Regions from separate parts of the Zea mays genome. Here region 2 is linked to region 1. The links are chromatin contacts, called in public Hi-C maps. All regions are on one chromosome and are shown on one strand. The core of a region is the stretch at or near the end of the contact, and the rest is flanking DNA. Distances in the headings are between cores, read along the strand shown. Region 1 has its middle 84 kb from the start of LOC103632796. Region 2 has its middle 11 kb from the start of LOC103632797.

Region 1 (3,516 bases), core at 863-3,362:
GAGGTTTAAGTCATTAAATATGACCTATGAAATATAAGGGCATGGACAACCCACTAATTAAGAGTTTCTTGATAGGTCTTTAGGGGTAAATGAGAAAAAAAATCAAGAGACATGCTTTTCGTGAAGAGCTTATCTCGACACGACTCTCTACACATATTATGTTTTGACTGTATTTATAGTCTAAAGCCTTAAAGTTGTATAATGCAGTCTCTTAGTTGTGTCTTGTACTTGAAAAAATGATTTAATGGCTTAGGTTGTACATGAACTAATAGTGCTAACTTCATCCCAATAGGAATATAATACAGTTCTAGCAGTTATATAGTCCTTTTAGGTCAAACTATTTCGAGTTTTAACTAAATTTAGATAACAAACATTTAATTATTTATGACACTAAATAAGTATGCTTAGAATCTTAGATTAATTATAAGATATTTTTATAATACATCTATTTGAAATAAAATACATTTATACCCTTTTCAATGAATTTGGAGCTAAACCAGAGCTGCGATAGTATTTTAGAGCGATAAGCTCAAAGTCTTGTCAACATCAATGTGGTACCGCGCTGAAAGATCATTCACAAGTTTCGCTCGAGACCGAGGGGACCTCACGGATTAAATTTGTCTTAGTCAGGGACGGAGCCAAAAAAAAGTTTAGGAGAGACTGAACTAAATTGCTGCAGTATAAAATCTCATTCTACATTATATTGTATATATTTTAGATTAGGGGAGACTGTAGTGGGGCTCCATGGGATCAGAAGCGGTAGGGGGCTCGAGCCCCGCCCGCCCCACCGCTGGATCCGTCCCTGGTCTTAGTTAGACTGGATTGAGGCAAAAAATTAATCCAGCTAATCAATATTATATTAATATAAATAAACTTATCATTCCAGCTATGAAACAGTTCCAATGAAACCGTTCTGAAGTAAACAAACATGCTATACTGCGTGGTATTGTGACCATTATTATCTGCTCATGATTTATAATTTTCTGTATTTTAAAGGCCACTGCATTATTAGAAGAAAACAAAACCTAGTTGCAGGCTGTGTTATATTTTGCATTTCGTGTATTGCGCCTGGTGCAAAATAGATGTACTAGAATGTTTTGAACCGAAACTGTTGACGACGCTTTCACCATTTATATTGTACACAAAAGTATGTACTTTTGCCGCCACCGTTCAGATAATAAACCCGTCATTTACATTGAAAAATTCGAACCGAGTATGTTCGGGAGATGACATTTTGGAACCTGATATATTTTATATTTCTAAAAATACACAGTACACGTTATGTTGTGTTTTAATCTAAAAATACAGTTTGTTACAGAGAGTGTATTTTTTGGAATGAAGAGTGATTTTCAAAATAAAATTTTGAGGATCTAGTGTACAACATAAAATTGGACTTTTTTCATTCATGCATACAGATCAAAGTGGTATTGATAGATAAGTCAAAAGCCAATCAATTAAAACTGGAGTGCTAGAGAAAATATTCACTGAATGCCTGTACTAAAACATTACACAAAAAAAACTATAAGGGAACTCACCCCAGCAGTTTACATTTTGGTAAATTCCGTTTCTGTCATTCTCCTAATTGCAGTTATTAGGTTTAGGCCTACACACACTCAATACTTGCATCGATCAGTCAGTCCATATTTTTTGTATTTACTGATCATTGTTAATTTGTTATCACATGCCTTTGTTCACAGAGCCTATTTTTCTAACCTAGTCTGAGATTAAGGGCTTGTTTGGTTTATGACTAACTGTGCCCCACTTTGCCTAAGGTTAGTCGTTCGAATTGAATAACTAACCTTAGTCAGAAAAGTTAGGCAAAGTGTGGCAATTGAGGTAGCGAACCAAACATGCCCTAACAGCGACAAATAAAAGTACAACGCAATATTCGGGTGTTCTAGCGTTTCCGAATTCCGAGTCTCTGTTCTCCTAATCTCCTCTCACCTGCTAGTTCCATGTTGAATTTGATTGCACTGTTTATTACAGAAGGCTAGCTGCCGTTTGGTCCACTGGCTTGTTGCTTTGCTGACACCTGACAGAACAGTGGACCCTCGTCCCTAGGAGACGTCGCTATCCCAATGTGTTGTCGAACGCTCAGCTATTCGTGTTTTCTGTGGCTCCCGTTGGCTCAGAGCTCTGCCCCACCGGCCCCACGCATAATAATATTCCCGCCACGGAAACAGTCCTGGAACACGGCGCTGGGCATCACTTAGCTTCTGCACATACACATGTATATATGCGCACGTTTCTGCATGTTTCATCACTGTCAACTTTGACTCTGTATGATTATTTCTCCCCTGCTCTTAACTATTCCTGTAGTCCGTACATATACGAGACAAGTGAAATGTGCTGTACATAACAGGAAACATAGGAACGTCCGATAAACTATTTATTTTCCATCGTGTAAAGGGCCTCCATCGAAGGTAATAACAGTCGAACATAAGACTTATGCCTGACACCTATCAGATAAGCCATCAGATACAAGGCTTACATTTGATGAGTTTCAGATAAACTATCGGAGAAAACATTTTAAAGAAATAATGATCCGACCGCTGTTTTAGTTCTCCACTCTTCCTCTCTCTCGCTCGTACTCTCTCCCTTCCACTCGGACGCTCATCGCCGACGCCTCCACCTCGCACACTGTGCTCCTCAATACCGCCCCCGCACCACCCAAAGCCTATTGCGCCCGCATATCATGCGTGCCATCGTCAAAAGCCACGCATGGTCGGCCTCGTCCTCGTAGCCGTTATTGCCCCTAGCCGTTGTTGCCCCTATAGAAAGCCACCACCACCATTCGCTAAGGAAGTACACTATTTGCAGAATTGTGTAAATGTGTTGATTGATTGTAGTTAGTTTACGTACAAATAATTAATTTATATGTTAAAAATTGTGTAGTGTGTTATTTCTGATGGCCAAAAAGTGATTACACAATTTATTTATATTGTTTTAGTTCACTTAGAGGTGCTTAGATAAGCTAAATTTGTAATTTTCGAGAGTATTTGTGACAACGCATGGGCTCGAGGGTAGTTTTGGTAGCATATCCCCTTTGTTCTCCGTTGCACCATTTTTAGGCATAGAAATTGTAACACCCCGGGATCCACAAACACCCCAGAATGCTACTAAACTACACATCTAACATTCATATATAAAATTTCGACAGCATCCCCTTTGAAAATTGCATAAACGGGAAAGCAACAAAATATAAATAGATATCATGATAAGAAAACATAATAGACATTAATAATCTGCTAGCAATGTAAAGACAACTATAACGACATGAACTAAATCAACCAGTGCGCACAACTAGTTAGAAACAACATTCTTTGACAACAAGTTTCTAATTAAATCATGACTGCGCCTAATCAGCGTTATTATGAGAGTGAAGGTGGATGTGCTGCTACTTCCCACTTCCCTTGATGAGCAACAAGCACCTACATTGAGTAATGCAAGAGTGAGATGAAACATCTCAGCAAGCGAATTGTTTTGACAAGATATTTAAACCACAAATTGAATTAA
Region 2 (3,316 bases), core at 281-2,780, 250 kb after region 1:
TGACTATCTATAAACTTGTACTTAAATAAAAATCCACATACATATGTTAAATTTTAGGGTATGATGTTTGAGTTGAATTAAGATTCGACTATCTGTTTTGTATTCGTATCTGAAGATATTCGAATTCGTATCCGAATTCGGACAAAAATATGGTAAACTGTGATATTCGTATTCGTATCCATGCGTATTCGATTCGTTTTCACCCCTAATAGCATTTGCATTAGTGACGGCAGCTTGGTATAGGCCAACTCCCGGCCAGGACGCGACGCCAACATACCCCCAAGCCGTCCGCATGGGGGTAGGGGCCTTCCCGTCCTGGCCGATGTCAATTTTGATTTGGGCTTGTGTATCGTGGCTTCTGGTTCAGATTCACTTGTGCTATATAATCACAAACTAAAAACGAAAATCCTTTTTTATGTGTGATGGAGAGCTGCTTAACAAATATTCACAAAACAAAGAGAGATGCAGAAAACAAAATGGAGAGAAAAAGGAAAGAAAATGGCAAAAGAAAAGGAAAAGCCAAACCAGTCCCTCCGTAGCTCCTGCGTACGATGGCATAGCATAATGGGCCGGCACTCATGGGCAACCTCCTGCTGGTGGAACAATGGGCCGAACAGGAAGACATGCGTAGCTGAGAACTGATAGGTCCATGGCGTTGACGTTTAAGGTACAGAGTGACGGCAGCTTGGTACTGGTACAGGCCGTCTTCTGGCCAGGACGCCATCATGGCCCAAACCTCCGCAGGGCCGGGGCGTGGCAGGCCGGTGTCAATTGATTTGGGCCACACACATTCCGTGTGTTTGGGCCATCGTATAAGCAGAGCCAGACGGTATGAGTCTAGCTAGTATTAGTGGAACTAGATTGAATTTATGCAGACATTTTTATTTAGTTTTTTATTAGATACAGTCTTTGTTTGGTTGGTTGTACTGAAACGTGTCTTATTAGAGAAGAGTATATAAAAAACCTTTAAATATTATGTAGCGTGAGTGTTCCTAAAATTCTTAAGAAACATAAATATAAAATCGATAGGTTGGGTGATCGAATCTTTAAATTGGAAGATATAACTTAAAAAAAACTACCTAAAAAGTGTTTCTCGTGTGCTATGTCGCTGCAAACCATCAGTCTTGCGTACGCTCGGTAGGAGCGTCCCGCGCGGTTCTAGGTGTGCCCGATTTTTGTTTTCATACGTGGAGCTTGGATGTGTAAAGAAGCGAACCACAGAAACACAGCTTTACATATGTGCGGGTGTAACTTATGTACTCATACAGTCTACCAATCACGCGGACTGTGAACCATGCGACACGCTGCTAGTACGAATGTACGATGGCGTGGCAGATGCCGCACGTGACACGTCATACTTTTGAGTGCTGGCATCGCAAAAAAAAAATGTCGGAGAGAATTGAAGAGGCTAAAATATCTTTCGGCCACCTGAGCGGAGTCGGTTCGTTGCATGGGCAGGGGGGCTGGCCGCTGGCACCGCTACTGGTGATGGAGGAGCGCTACGAGCCGCGGGGGAGATCATCGACGACAGGATAGCAAAGCGGGCATGTGCGTGCGAGCGCGATCCCAAGGCACATGGAAACACGGCCTCTCGAGGCAGGAAAAGGAAAAGCCGAGGGCCCGACCGATCGCGCTCGCTCGCGCCATCAGAATCCGCATCCGGTCTCGGACCGTCGCACGGGCACGCCAAACCTGTTGCTGTTTGGCTGGCGCTCTACTACTACTATGCTCTACTCCCTCCGGTTTCCTATTAGTTGTCGTTTTGGATAAGGTTCGAGTCAAACTTATAAAATTTTGACTACAAATAACTATTTTGTTATTTAGTTTTGGAACCTAATATTTATATGCGCCAATTTGTCATAAAAAGTACTTTTATAAAAATATAAATGTATTAAGAGTTCATTTGTATTTTAACAAAAAACATTGGTCAAAGTTATATTTTGGAGACCGTGTCGTTGTCCTAAACGACAACTAACAGGAAACCGGAGGGAGTAAGTACTAACGCTAACGCACACTAGAGAAGAAAGTCTCTGCACCCTCGCAACTGTTAAGTAACCCTAGTTAGGGTTATGTGGGCAAATACCTGCTTTGCCCCTGAGGGGTCTCACATCTCTATATAAGGAACATGTACACCACGTCATAATAGAGAGATCAGAAAGAGGCCAGAGGCCCAACCCTATATCATGTGTCTCGTGTGTTTCCTCTGTCGTGTTTATGGGAAGGGAGACGGGTCTTCTACAACTTCTTGCGCCTCTACTGTTGACGGGAGGGAAGGGAGCGGATCTGGTGATCCGTGGTAACGTAGTTCTCAACACGTTATCAGCACGCTCTACCTCGACGTTGCTGCGAGATCAGATCTGCATCAACTCTCCGTCAAGCCGGCAGGTCCTCCGGCCTAGCCGAACTGTCCTACGCGACAGCCTTCGAATCCTCTTCTACGCAATCGAGTTGTATGCTTCAATTAGATCTATTGTTCTTGATCTGCTTGTGTACACGCGCTATTATCTGTACACCATGAACTAGCCATCACCGCCATGGTGCTACGTCCTCTCTGGGCCTCGCTGGCGCCGGAAGCGCCCGCGTCGGTGGCTCACGTGGGCCGCACATACGCCGAGAGTTGTGGCTGGCCGAAGCCGTACCTATAGTGCCTGGGCACGCGTCGTACTGGAAGTGTCGCGCCGGCGCCAGAAGCCACGCAGCGTTAGGCAGCGCCGCACGTCGGTGGCCTGGCCTGTAGTCTACTGCTTCATCGCATGCTCAACAACCTCCGGTTTCTCAGGCGCACCAACAGAGAGAGAAAAAAACTGTTGCGTTGTGCGTGGGCTCCACCACACCTCGCCGCATGCGTCTCTCACACCGTTCCTTCACGTTGCATGCGCATGTGGTTAGGAATTTGCAATCGTGGTGCGTTCTTGTGTGAAGAAAGGAGAGAGCAGTTAAAAAAAATGGGCCCCACAATCTTGCATGTGCGCATGCACGCATGGGCGTTATGTCTTGTTTATGATCTAGTCAAATAGGCTTGTTTAAGGTTTATGTGTCCAACACGTGAACAAAATCCCTATTTATTTTACGCAATTTTCCTTATATTTTATATGGATAATTTTATTTTTGCTAAATTTATACAAGTTTAAATTGTATGCATGCTTTATGTAATTGTCTCTACCTTAACTAATTATTTCCTGTAGCAAATAATTAGTAGAAAATGCATGCTTAAATATAGAAAAATACTTTTTTACATCTCATGATGTGTTATGTTCATGTATTAATTTTGGTTTTTTTCTGCTTTTATATCCCGTAGTAGATAATTAGCAGAAAT

Evidence for each region. Hi-C and Micro-C count contacts between places; a contact is called where the count stands out from the background.
Region 2: a contact with region 1 is called in a Hi-C map of ear, with 2.6 times the contacts expected there. The contact joins two enhancer-like sites. A contact is called at or near these places in 2 of 25 Hi-C or Micro-C datasets (ear and tassel).

Annotation. Positions count from the first base shown.
Region 1 is chr7:124,749,464-124,752,979 of Zm-B73-REFERENCE-NAM-5.0, forward strand. No RefSeq gene overlaps it. Among protein-coding and RNA genes, the nearest start is that of LOC103632796, 84 kb to the right of the region's middle. Within about 2 kb of position 2,113, at least 15 of the 20 cell types and tissues checked have an H3K27ac peak or open chromatin away from gene starts, as enhancers often do. A contact at or near this core is called in ear and tassel, where this site is marked.
Region 2 is chr7:124,999,426-125,002,741 of Zm-B73-REFERENCE-NAM-5.0, forward strand. No RefSeq gene overlaps it. Among protein-coding and RNA genes, the nearest start is that of LOC103632797, 11 kb to the right of the region's middle. Within about 2 kb of position 1,531, at least 17 of the 20 cell types and tissues checked have an H3K27ac peak or open chromatin away from gene starts, as enhancers often do. A contact at or near this core is called in ear and tassel, where this site is marked.